Linked DNA regions of Pan troglodytes: all the other regions are linked to region 1. Evidence: chromatin contacts called from public Hi-C data. All regions are on one chromosome and are shown on one strand. Each heading gives the region's core, a stretch centred on a gene start, on an enhancer-like site or on the middle of the called end of the contact. The rest is flanking DNA. Distances are from core to core; before and after follow the strand shown.

Region 1 (4,361 bases), core at 573-3,072:
AGTGCTCAGCATATTGCTGAGGACCCCTCCCCTCCTGCCTCCCGGGGCGAGGAGGGCTCAGCAGGGCAAACTGCACAAGTAGTCGGCTTGGGGATGCAATTTGCAGAGGCCCAGGATCTCTATTCAAAATACGAATTGCAGGAACAGTCTTAGGCCTGACTGTTTCATTTCTTTCTTGGCTAAATGAAGTCTGCGGCCCCTGGCATTACACCATGTAGGCAGTCTCACTGGGGCTTAGCTTCATCATCCCAGACACGTATGTCAGAGATCTCCAAGCGAGATGTCTAGGGCCTCAGCCAACACCGTGCAGGGTAAGGGCGCAGGGAAGTTGGGACCCCACGTTCTGCCATGAGAACAGAATCGCCTGCTGGTGCCGGGCAGTGGGACCCCAGGTCTAAACACTTAGTTGGCAGGGAAGGGTGGGGCCATCTCACTCGCTGACTTGGGAGAAATCCTGATGTTTGGAAGAGGGGGTCCTCTTCTGCCGGGCCCTGTGCGTGGGAAGGGGGTGTCTACCTTTCGAACGTGTACTCGCTTTCCGCCCTGAAGTAGTAGACGTGGGACTTGAAGTGCAGCTTGAACACGTAGTCTTTCTGGATGTTCTCGGACTCGGAGGGGATGGTGAGCGAGTAGCCGAGCAGAGGCAGGCTGGCAAGGGGATGATTGTCCTGGAAAGGGGAAACAAAGCAAAGTGGCTTTTCGGGGGCAGCTTCTGCTGCTGGGCCTGGCTGCTGCCCCGCATCAGACAGGGACTTGGGAGCCCAGGCAGCTCCCTCCTCGGGCGTGGGCCTGGAAGGGACCATGGCAGCCAGTGTTTGCCTGTACGTGATGGCCCAGGTGGCAAGTCCCGCCAGGACTCAGCTGTAGATAAAGCCAACCCCCGTCCCTTGTCCAGGCAGAAGACAGGTGGCCCTTCCTAGGGCAGAAGTTGTCCTTCAGTGGATGATAATGTCAGTCTTCCCTAGAGTTGAGGGCCTCGGGTGGACAGGGCCCCCCGCCAGCATCCCTGTCATCCCCGTGACACCTGGAGCCAAAGAGGCCTGAGTCCTTCCAGAGGAGGGCGGCCCCCTCACCTCATGCTGCCACCCCCAAGGTCCCAGGGCCACCTGCCCTGTGCGAGACGCTTACCTGGTGTGACTTGTAGAAGAACAGGCAGAAGTTTGTGAACACCACCCACAGCTTCTGCCACCCGTTGCTGTTTTTGAATTTCCTCAGCAGGTTTCCAGACAACTGATTCTGAAAGGCAAGGAGGCCTGTGAGAAGCACAGCGGGCACCTGCCCCAGGAGGGCACAGAGAGCAGCTCTCCCTGCACCAGGGCCCTGGGCTGGGGCATGTCCGTGACTGAAGGATGTGGGCCCCCCCACTCCCCCGTGTGTTGGGAGACTTGGCAGGTCCTGGGACCCTGATCTCATCACTTCCCCTTGTCACTTGCTGTGGGGCATCTTGGGGTCCCTGTGTCCCCCCAAAAGACACGTTGAGGTCCTGACTACCAGTACCTTAGAACACAGGCTTATTTGGAAATAGGCTCGTTGCAGGGTAACTAGTGAAGATGAGATCACACTGGGGTAGGGTGGGCCCTAAATCCAACGGGAGTGGTGTCCTGAGGAGAAGAGCCACCTTGGGGGGAGAGGGGTGTGCCCTGTGACACCGAGGCAGAAATGGGGGCGCAGGACCCCATGCATTGCCAGCAGGCGGAAGCTGAAAGAGGGAAAGATACATCCCAACAAGCTCAGAGCAGCACTCGTTTTGAGGGGCCGGGCACCCTGCCCAGGAAGTGGGGCCTGGGGTGCATGTGAGCGGCTCCCACATGCCCTCTAGTGGCCCAGGAGGCAGTTGCAGCCCTGCCCACCTCCAGGCTCAGGGCCGGCCCAGCCCCTGGAGCATTGTTAGGATGCACTGCAGCCCAGCTAGGGGGCAGGGACAGGCACCTGTGTCCATGCTACCTCCAACAACTCTGAGCAGGCCTGACACACTGGTGGCTCATTTCGTCCCTTTGCCAAAGTGACATCACCAGCAGAGACTCAAAGCAGTTGCACCACCTTGTAAAGGCACTTAATACCACTGAATTGTTCCCGTAAAAATCGTTAAGTTGGCCAGTATTGTGGTATAGCTATTTTACCACAATAAAAAATACAGACCTCCGAGTCTGCCTCATTCCATCTCTCTGGGTGCCCCTGGCACTAAGCTTCTGTGCTGGGAGCTGGGATCAAATGGTCTGATGTCCCTGCCCTCCAGTTGCTCAGGGAGGGTCCAGTGAGAGACATGGACACTGACAGTAGGTCCGTGAGGGGCTGCAGGATGTGGGGGACCCCGCAGACAGGGAGAAAGGGCGTTCCAGGCCAGGCAGGCAGCTCCAGCCATCCACCCTCCTCCCCCAGTGGCAGAAAGGAACAAGAAAACGCAAGGCTCCAGGTTCCCAGAAGGTCCTGGTGGTGGCCAGGGCTGGGCTGATGCCCATGCGGCATCTTGGGTCATGCAACATGGAGCAAGGAGGGTGGCACACTCCCCTTTCCTAGGTATTTTCATACTGAGTCACATAATTTTCACACAGCAGCCAGCCCACAGTGGGGTTCATACATGTCACCCATCACAGTCTGGGCCCCTTTGTTTCCAAAGCAGCTTCCTTAGCGCTCTCTAGCTTCTGCCTGGCCATTCCAATAGCCTCTGGAAACCTCTTTATCAATAGGCACATCCAGCGGCCCTTCCTCGCTCCCCACGGCCAGGCCGAGCCTCCCGCTCCCCTGTGTCGGGTCCATCCTGGCCTCCAGCGTGTTACGGGCCCTGCGCGCCACGAGTCTCCTGCCCTGCACTCAGGAGGCCGAGGCCATGCTGGTGGCTCCCAGACCTGTCTCCATTCACTGCCTTCACGAGAGGGTCAACATCCTTGTTCAGAACCAGACCAGCCTGCCCTGTCTCCTCGTGGCCCGTCACTGGGGCCACCGCTCCTCTGCCTTCTTGGACCCCATCCCCTCAGACCCTGCTGTGGGTTGAATTGCACCCCCAACAAGTCCAAACCCTCCGTGCCTACAATGGTGACCTCACATGGACACAGGGTCTCTGCAGATGCGATCGAGTCAAGGTAAGGTCACTAGGATGAGCCCTAAGCCCAACACGAGCCGTGTCCTTAGAAGAGGATATTAGAGTGCAGATGCAGGGAGGACAGCTGGTGACACGGCAGACCGGAGCCCTGCAACATGGGTGGAGTCGGGGACCCCCGAGAAGAAGACTGCCGCAGCCACCAGATGCTGTCAGAGAGGTGGGGACATTTTTCCCTCAAGGCCTCCCAAAGGAACCCACCTGCCAGCAGCTTGATTTTGGACTTCCGGCTTCCCGCACTGTGGGAGATGTTTCTGTGGCCTCACCCAGTCTGAGGTTGGTGCCGTGTGACGCCACGGGGAACAAATATAACCCCCGTGCCCGCCACTCCCCGGCCTCACTGTCCCTTCCCTCCTCCCGGTCCTGTCTGCACCGTCCTTTCCCTCCCCTGCCCCACTGTCCGTTCCCTCCTCCTGGTCCTGTCTGCACCCCGTCCCTTCCCTCCTCCCAGTCCTGTCTGCGCTCCGTCTGCTGAACAACTTCCCTGCTGTCCCGTCTCGCCACTCCAGCCTTAAAAGACAACTCGCATGGCTTTGCCTCTGGCCCTTCACTGGCTCTAGTGCCCACAGGCTGGGCAGCCCTCTGGCCATCCCAACATCTGACCCCACCTCTGGTGGGAGCCCCCAGACCTGCCGGCTTGCCCACAACTTTTAGCAGAGGCCAGTGAGGCCACACGGTCCCCAGATACGCCCCTTCCTCACGTGTGCCTACACGAGTCAGACGGGAGCGGGAACTGGGAGAGGCTGGGCACGGGACTGGGGAGAGGAGGCTGTTGAGTCAGGAGGAGATGGAGCTGCTTTGTCCTGTCATGCAGGGAGGAGGCCCTGGGGATGGCTCATCTGCAAGTCAGCGAGCATTTGACATCTGGCATGCGAGGGCTGCCTGCCACCGACACGAGATTGACGCCACGTGCCTTGGGAGGGGGCTTTCTGGCAAGGAGGGACATCTGCAAAGTGATAGAGCAGCCCGGGTCCCTGACTGTACTAGGTGGTCACTGCCACCTTCAAACCCCACTGGCCAGTGGCTCACTCTCCTGCTCTCTACTAGGGTCAGCAGACTTTTCCTCAAAAGGCAGACGGCAGATATTTCAGGCTTTGCAGGCCAAGGGGCAAAACTGAAGACATTATGTAGCAGCCATTAAAAAAAAAGTGAAACCCATTCTTGGTTCGCAGGCTGTAAGCCACCAGGCCGGGGCTAGATCTGGCTGGGGGCCAGCGTGCCCCTGACTCAGTGCCTTGACCTGATCATGCACACGGAAGGCTGC
Region 2 (3,846 bases), core at 554-3,053, 130 kb before region 1:
ACACATTTCTCAGAATGTATACCCATTGTTAAGCAATACATGACTGTGTGTCTGTAGGCCATATATATTAATATATATATAGTCATTTGAGATCAGTCTATATACAGTGTTTTGTACCCTGTATTTTCTTTAATAATATATAATGAATACATTTTCCCCATTACTAGGTACTGAAAGACATAATTTTAAATGACTACATAGTACTCATTGTATGAAAATGCTATTATTTACTTAACCTCTGTGAGACTTTTTGGCTGTTCCGTTTCCCCAGGATTCTAAACATCACTGTGTCTTCTTACATGCATTCTTCCACACTTCTTGGTTGTTGCCTTAGGATATGTTACTTTAGGTAGAATTCCTGGGCTGCGCTGAAGAGTAGAAACATTTTAAAGATTCACATTCTTGCTTGTTTTGCTGTTCGCCTCTTTAGGTACCATATTTTTTAGGTGTACAAAATTTATACACCTGATTTTAAGTTCCTGGGTATCAGGGTTCATACTTCTCTTAATTTTGTATTTCCTTGCAGTCCTACTTACGGGTGGCAGGGCTCCTCAAGGGATGGGTGTACCAATGACAACCATGAAAGTATTCTAAGGTATTCCCTAGGACTCCGAGAAAAAACATGCATCTTTCCAAAGGGAAAGAAGGGATTAGACGTTAGCATCCTACTCCATGTCAGATCCAGAGCACCCGGGGGAACTAAAGTTCGTGGATGGAATACAATGACACCTCAGAAAAGAAACACTCCTTTACTTTGGTGGAGGCCTTTAAACTTTTGCGGGCTCATTTTGTCCGCCTAACTCGCCCAGCCAGGGTGCAAAATGGCCACTTAGGAGCATGAGTGAGGTGCCAGCGTCCCTACAATCTAAGGAGCAGGGAGTCATCACTGGGGTGCCTGCCGCTCTACCTGTTTGCGACTGTAATAAAACACTTTCTGGAGGCCGAGGGACCCGCTTCATCCTGACTTTTCCCCTCAGTAGCTAGAGAGAAGGCGGCTGAAAAGAGGAGACAGAACTGGTGCTGAGTGGGCCTGGAGCTTCCGAGGCAAGGGAAAGAGGGAGAGGGCTGCAGTTCGAAGTCCAGACGCGCTTTCCTTCCATTCTCTTCCCTTCCTCCCTGCCCTCTGCGCCCCACTTTCCCCTTATCGTGGGTGGGGGCTTCTGATTTGCTGCGGAGCCCAGAGATGGTGGGGTTCAGCCTCCGCACTGCTTAGCTAAGTTCCCAGCCCAGCAGTCCCAGCGGGGCTGTTTTCGGTAACCAAAGCACTAGGAATTAACCTCTCTCTCGGCCTCTTCCCTTTCGGTTTCCTTCTTGGGTTGGCTGGAAACTTCACCCAGACACCGAAGCAGCTCTGCCCGGCCTTTTGGCACAGGCCACCGGCCGAGGCCCCACGGGGCGCTCTCCTTCCCCAGGTGCCCCCGACTCCGACCCTGCCCTCAGGGGCTCGCCCGGGACGCGTTTTCCCAGAGGCCGCCGGGGCGGGGTGGGCTGGCTGGCGGGAAGAGGGGGCCGCGGCCCAGGCTCGCCCCGGCGCCGGCCCGGTGGGCACGCGGCCAGCCTCCGGCCCCGACTCGGTCCCCTCCCGGCGCCCGCCCCAGCCGAGGCCCCCTCCCGGCCCCGCCGCCCGCCCGCGGGGGCGTGGGAGCGCCGCAGGAGCAGCTGGGACCCGGGCCGGGCCGGGCCGGCAGGCGGCGGCTGCGGCCTAGGGCTCCCGCGCGGCCACCGGCCTCTCCCCTCCCCCTCCCGGAAGCGCGGGGCGGGGTCCCCGGCCGGGCCGTGGGGGCGGGCGCGGGGGCCGGGCCGGGGCGGGACGCGCTCGGCGCTCGCGGGCTCGGCGGGCTGTGCGCGCCCACTCCGGCTCCAGCGGCCAGCGCGCGCGGGCCCAGGCCGCACGGTTCCAGCCCAGCAGTAGCGGCAGCGGCGGCGGCGGCAGTGCGCGCGAGGCCCTGCGCCTCCAGCAGCTCCTCCCTGGCGCCGTGCATGGAGACGCGGCCCGCCACCCGCCGCTGAGCCCCCGCCGCCCGGCCGGGACCCGCCAGGGCTGGGGTGGCCTCGGGCTCCGGCCGGCCCCGCCGCCCGAGGGCTGCGCGCGGCCCGCGGGCCTCGCCGCCCCGCGCGGATCGTCGCGGCCCGGCCGTCCCGTCCCAGCAAGTGGCCGTCCTGAGCGCCATGGCTCACTCCCCGGTGCAGTCGGGCCTGCCCGGCATGCAGGTAGGCGGGCGCGGGCCGCGGGGCCGGGATGCGCGACCCGGGCGGAAGCAGCAACTTGGCGGTATCCACACGGCGTCCCCCTACGCTCAGCCGGCCGGGGTCGCGCCGGAGCCTGGCTCCCCGCGCGCCCGGCTCGGCCGGGGGTCCGAGTCCGAGTCCCTGGGCGTCCCTGCCGGCTCCGGCGGCCGAGGTCTCCGGCGTGTGCGTGCAGGAGCCGTAGGGACCGCGGCCTGGGTCCGGATGTGGGGGTGCGGGCGCCTAGTCCTCCGCGCTCCCCTCGCCCCAACACTCTTCCGGAGCTGCAGGCCCTGGGTGGCCCTGTCCCCGGGAGAAGTGAGGTGGAGTGATGCCCTTGGAGGCCCCCGCTGGGTCCCGGGGCCCTGCGTGGGGGCCGGGTTGGCGGAGGGCCCCAGGACGCGCCCCCCAGGCTCGTCCCCCACCCCCGGGCGGGCGGGCGGGAGACCTGGGCAGGGCGGGGACGGGGAGCGCGCCTGGACTCGTCCGGGCCCGAGCGGAGTAGGCAGGGTGGAGTGGAGGAAGGTAACCGCGAGTTCCACTTGCAGTGGCTTTGCCCGGAGCCCCCGTGCACCTGCGGACCGGGGGAAAGTGCGAGTTGCAAACCTTCTGGAAGGAGGAATCCCTCGGACAGCCGCGCACCAGGGTCCCGGGCCCGGCCCCGGGACCCTGGACTTTCACTTTGAGACTTGGTTGCATTTACAGGAATTCTTCGCCCAGTAAACCTCTCTTTCGGTACTTGGTGACACCTTGGCCTACCAGTGACTTTTTGGGGAGTGGGAGAGGAGTTGAATTTCAAATTTACATGTATAAGTTAAAGGTTTTTTTGTTGTTGTTGTTTTCGTTGCCGTTGGGGACTGCTTTTAGCCCTTTGAAAAACAAAGCTACCGTCCTTGGCTAACTCTTGTAAACTTTGTAGGCGCAGAAATGGTGGCAAAATGCTTAGGATTGAAATCTTAGGATGCAGTTAGGATATGTCATGAAAGTTTGCTCTGCCAGTTTAGCTGAGTGAACGTTAAGTGTTTGAAGAAAACCAAAAGCATCCAAGTAGATTACTGGTTGATTTACAGATACCAACAGGCTCCTTCCCTGTGTCTTGAGGGCTGAGAAGCACAGAGCCCAGACCTGGGACTGCCTCTGGGGTCTGCCCGCCTCTTCCAGTGAGATCATCCCTCTCCCTTCTTTTTTTGAAACCGTAAAAAGATAACTGGATTTCACTGTTCAGGTTTGAATTCTGGAAAAATAGGAACTCAAAGTTACCACTTTAATGGCAGCTAGAATTTTAGTCCAAGTGTGTGTGTGTGTATATGTGTGTGTGTGTGTGTGTGTGTGTGTGTGTGTATATAAGCAGTATATATATGTGTGTATATATGTTTAAGCAGTAAATAAATATATAAGCAGCAACAGTTAAGTTATTATCTTAAGAGTGACTGGGAAGATGCTTGAAGAATATTCTTTTGTCCACTCTCATTTAAGGAGCGTTGAATTTAGCATGCATTCAAAACCTAAACTTCTGCTGACTGCTGGGTAACAATCAGATGTGGTTTCTTGGTATTTTCTAAAGCCGCTTTGGTATGAATTTAGAGGTGTGTAGGTCAGAGTGAACTGGGTGAAAAAAGT
Region 3 (3,958 bases), core at 1,239-3,738, 230 kb before region 1:
ACCATAAGCAACAAATGGGCTGAATAAGGAAATTATGGAAAATGATGTGGTATAGTAGGAGGTGTTGGGTGCCATGGATCTAAAAAAAAAAATAGAGCAGAGGGACAGAGGTTGTGACTGAAAAGGATGGGCAGAAGGCGCTTCCTGGGATGGTGGCATGTGAGCAGCCACTTCAACAAGGTGAGGGCAGAGAGTGCCTGGCAGAGGGGCAGCAGTGCAAAGGCCGGAGGCGGGGCATGCCTGGTGTCTTTGAGAGGCCAGCACACAGGATCAGGGGGAGTGAGGGAGAGCCAGAGAGCCCAGCACACAGGATCAGGGGGAGTGAGGGAGAGCCAGAGCCCAGCACACAGGATCAGGGGAGTGAGGGGAGCGAGAGGCCGGCACACAGGATGTGGGGAGGGGGAAGGAGGGAGAGCGAGAGGTCAGCACACAGGATCAGGGGAGTGAGGGGAGTGAGTTGCTGAGGGCGGAGAGAAAGGGTGTGTCTTTCATGTTGGGCAGGCCAGGGTGAAAGCCTGGGCTTTTGAGATGTCTCCAGAGGGTTTTGGGCCTAGAAATCACGTGACTGCTGTGTGGCAGGACCCCTCTAGCTACTGTCTTAAGAATAAACTGATCTGGGCGTGGTGGCGCATCCGTGGTCCCAGCCACTTGGGTACTTGGGAGGCTGAGGCAGGTGGATTACTTGGAGCCTAGAAGTTGGAGACCAGCCTGGGAAACATAGGGAGACCCCATCTCTACAAAAATTTTAAACATTAGCCAGGTATGGTGGCACACATCTGTGATCCCAGCTCCTCAGGAAGCTGAGGTAGGAGGATTCCTTGAGCCAAGGTGTTCGGAGCAGTGGTGAGCCACGATCGCACCACTGCACTCCAGCCTGGGCAATATAGGCAGACCCCATCTTGAAAAAACAACAAAAAAAATTATTAAAGAATAAACTGAAAGAGGCCAAGTGTCCATGCAGGTTCCCAAGTGACCTTCCAGGAGGGTGGCTCTGACTAGGTAGGTGGCAGTGTGGTGGTGAGAAGTGGTGGGATTCTGGATATACTTTGGAGGTTGATGGAGCCAACAGGATTCTCTGACAGATGAAATGTGGGAGACAAGAGAAAGATATTTGCTACTTTCAGCATGGCCTGTTCTAAGGGCTTTGAGCATTTTATTCATTTAATACCCTGAGCAGCCCTTGGAGGTAAGCATATCAGCATCCTCATGCCACAGATGAGGAAACTGAGGCACACTGTGGTTCAATAACTTGCTCGAGATCCTACAACTCTGTAAGTGACAGAGACAAACCCAAGCTTGATGATGGCTTTCCTGTGCCTCTGTTCTCTCGAATTCTGAGAGTGCCTGCACCTTGGGAGGAAGCAGAGAGTCAACGTTTGTTTCCAACAGAAAGAGAGGTGACTGCAGTAGTCTGTGATTAGAAACAGAAACCACAGTTGGGAAGTAGGAAATCCAAGTTCCCATCTGCCTTCCTGGTTAACTAGTCTAGGTATAGACTTCCAGTCTGTAATCATATCAAGGTGGAATTGCTAAGAAGAGCATGTTTTCTGTCTCTCCCTCTCTCTCTCCCCACCGCCCCTCAGCTCACCTTTATAATTCTGTTATTTGCCTGATGTGTTTCTTCAGAAAGAACTTGAGGACACTTCCAATCCCCTTCACACCCTCACCGTCATAGGAGCAGGGAAGGCCTTGGAGACAGGCAGCCCCATCTGCGGCACAAGGACCTGCGCTGCCTCTCAGGGAATAGCACAGAACGGTGGTGAGAACGGAGGTCGCAGAGTCCAAGATTTGGATTTAAGTCCCTAAGTAGGGAGCTCTTAGGACCTGTGTGATAATGGGCAAGTTCTTAGAATTCTGAGCCTCAGTCCTCTCATCTGAAATATGGGGATAATGGTAGTGTCAATGTCAGACAGGTGTTGCCAGAATTTGCCTTAAGGGGACGGAACAACTGCCCTCGTTGGTCCAGGACTGAGAGGATTCTCAGGACAGTCCTTGGCCAAACAGGATGAGTTGGTCACTTTAATTTAATAAGACAATCTATGTAAAGTGCTTGGACTTGGCTCATTGAAGTGCTCTTAGATGCTCCAATGATGGTATCTCTTCAACAACATTTATTTAGTAAGCACCTACTATGTGTTCAATGCTGCGTGATACACTGGGGATAAAAAATAGATAAAGCCCTGCCCTCAAGGAGTTTGCAGGTGTTCACGGAATGCTCAGAGCAAATCCGTGGGGTCCAACCATGGCAGGGTTAATAGTGGGGCTGTGTCTAAATGGGAGGACAAAGGTCAGGCACTTCTCTCAGCTGTCCCCAGCAGAAGCCACCAAACAGAGCAGTGACCTCAGTGGCTTCCTGTTTCGAAAACATGGGCGTCTGAGAAGCCGGATGGCCCCAGGGTGTGGTCAAATGACCACGGGTGCTTTGCCAAATAGCTCTGGGCAAGCCCAGCTCCTGGAGCTTTTCTTTAGACTGAGTGAGGTCCAGGCAAACTGTTTGCAAGTTCCCCAGATTGGCCACAAGGTGGCAGGAAAGCACACTTGTAGGAAAACATGGCAACAAAAGGCTTTTCTCAATGTCAGAAATTAGGAATTTTTTTGTGCGTACACATCAGAAGGCCTGTCCGAAACTGAGTATTTGTATTTCTAGAAGTTTCAATCTTGGGACTGGCCATAGCGGACTTGCAGTCTGTCTGGACTCAGGTAGGGATTCCAGCAGGGATCGCAATTCCTCCAGATGGCACCAGACATCTTGTGGAAGCAATGGGCTTTACCTGAATTAGGAGAAATTCAGGAAAGAAATTCACATTGACAAAGCACTTCCTACATGCCAGGGTTTGCATTATTTTACATATGTCCTCATCCATTCATTCATTCAACAAATATTTAGTAAGCATTACTATTTTCTAGGCACGGATGTAGGCCAGATAAACTGACAGAGAGTCTAACGTCAGGTGTGGATAAGTGTCATAAAGCAGAAACAAAGAGAGTAGGGAGGCAGAGAGTAATGAAGGCTGATATTTTAGTCAACTCTGATGAGTATTCTATTAATTTCAGTATTTGAAGAACCTTTTGAAGGACTCCAACCTGGAGGCCCATTGTACAGCAGAATTCAGAGAAATCCTTCTAAAACTATGTTGGGTATTGACCATTTTTGGTTTGGGTTAAAAAACAAAAAACAAAACAAAAAACTATGTTGGGGTCCCCTTCATCTCTCCACTTTGTCACCTCCTGTACCCCATATCATCCTCTTTCTTGACTTAGAAAGAAAGAAGACCCTTTTTTTGGTGGGGTACTTTTCTGTAGTGACTTCCTGAGAAAGGTAATAGGGGAGGTAAACTTTTTCTAGGGTCTTGCAGGTCTGAAAATGTTTGCATTCTCCCTTCTCTTTTGCTTGACATTTGACTGCGTATAGAATTCCAGCTGGAGACCACTTTTCCTGGTAATTTTTTTTAAAGAGATGGGCCCTCACTATGTTGCCCAGGCTGGCATGCAGTGGCTATGCCCAATCACGATCCCACTATTGATCAGCATAGGAGTTTTGACCTGCTCCAATTCCAATCTGGGCCAATTCACCCTTTCCTAGGCAATCTGGTGGTCCCCCACCCCCAGGAGGTCACTATATTGATGCTGAACTTTGTGTGGACACCCGATTGGCATAGCACACTACAGCCCAGAACTCCTGAGCTCAAGCGATCCTCCCCCGTCAGCCTCCAGAATAGCTGGGACTACAGGCATACGCCACCATGCCCAGTGTTCCCTGGCAATTTTGAAAGTATCACTCCACGGTTTCAGCTTTCAATGCTTCAGCTATTGAAAAGCCCAAGGCATTCTGATTGTTATGGATCTTGTGTGTAAGAATGTTTTTCTCTCCAGAAGCTTGTAGAATCATCTGTTGGGTTCTAGAAATTTGAAATTTCATGATATATCTGGCATGGGCCCATTTTTAACCATTGTGCTG

What was found. A called contact is a pair of places that touch in the nucleus more often than the background predicts.
Region 2: a Hi-C map of stem cell-derived neural progenitor cells shows a contact between it and region 1, with 3 times the contacts expected there. The contact joins the promoter of STK24 here to the enhancer-like site in region 1. A contact is called at or near these places in 2 of 7 Hi-C or Micro-C datasets (blood and stem cell-derived neural progenitor cells) and 1 of 1 datasets of contacts at active chromatin or transcription factors (stem cell-derived excitatory neurons).
Region 3: a Hi-C map of stem cell-derived neural progenitor cells shows a contact between it and region 1, with 6 times the contacts expected there. The contact joins two enhancer-like sites. A contact is called at or near these places in 3 of 7 Hi-C or Micro-C datasets (blood, induced pluripotent stem cells and stem cell-derived neural progenitor cells) and 1 of 1 other capture datasets (stem cell-derived neural stem cells).

Annotation. Positions count from the first base shown.
Region 1 is chr14:104,048,887-104,053,247 of NHGRI_mPanTro3-v2.0_pri, reverse strand. FARP1 (FERM, ARH/RhoGEF and pleckstrin domain protein 1) reads right to left here. Exons shown (of 27, transcript XM_063792622.1): 25 at 1,129-1,236; 26 at 517-668. Among named protein-coding and RNA genes, the nearest start is that of STK24, 130 kb to the left of the region's middle. Within about 2 kb of position 1,822, at least 7 of the 24 cell types and tissues checked have an H3K27ac peak or open chromatin away from gene starts, as enhancers often do. A contact at or near this core is called in stem cell-derived neural progenitor cells and stem cell-derived neural stem cells, where this site is marked.
Region 2 is chr14:104,183,415-104,187,260 of NHGRI_mPanTro3-v2.0_pri, reverse strand. STK24 (serine/threonine kinase 24) reads left to right here and starts at 1,803. Exons shown (of 11, transcript XM_016925468.4): 1 at 1,803-2,211. The coding sequence starts at 2,170.
Region 3 is chr14:104,282,266-104,286,223 of NHGRI_mPanTro3-v2.0_pri, reverse strand. No RefSeq gene overlaps it. Among named protein-coding and RNA genes, the nearest start is that of SLC15A1, 81 kb to the left of the region's middle. Within about 2 kb of position 2,488, at least 6 of the 24 cell types and tissues checked have an H3K27ac peak or open chromatin away from gene starts, as enhancers often do. A contact at or near this core is called in stem cell-derived neural progenitor cells and stem cell-derived neural stem cells, where this site is marked.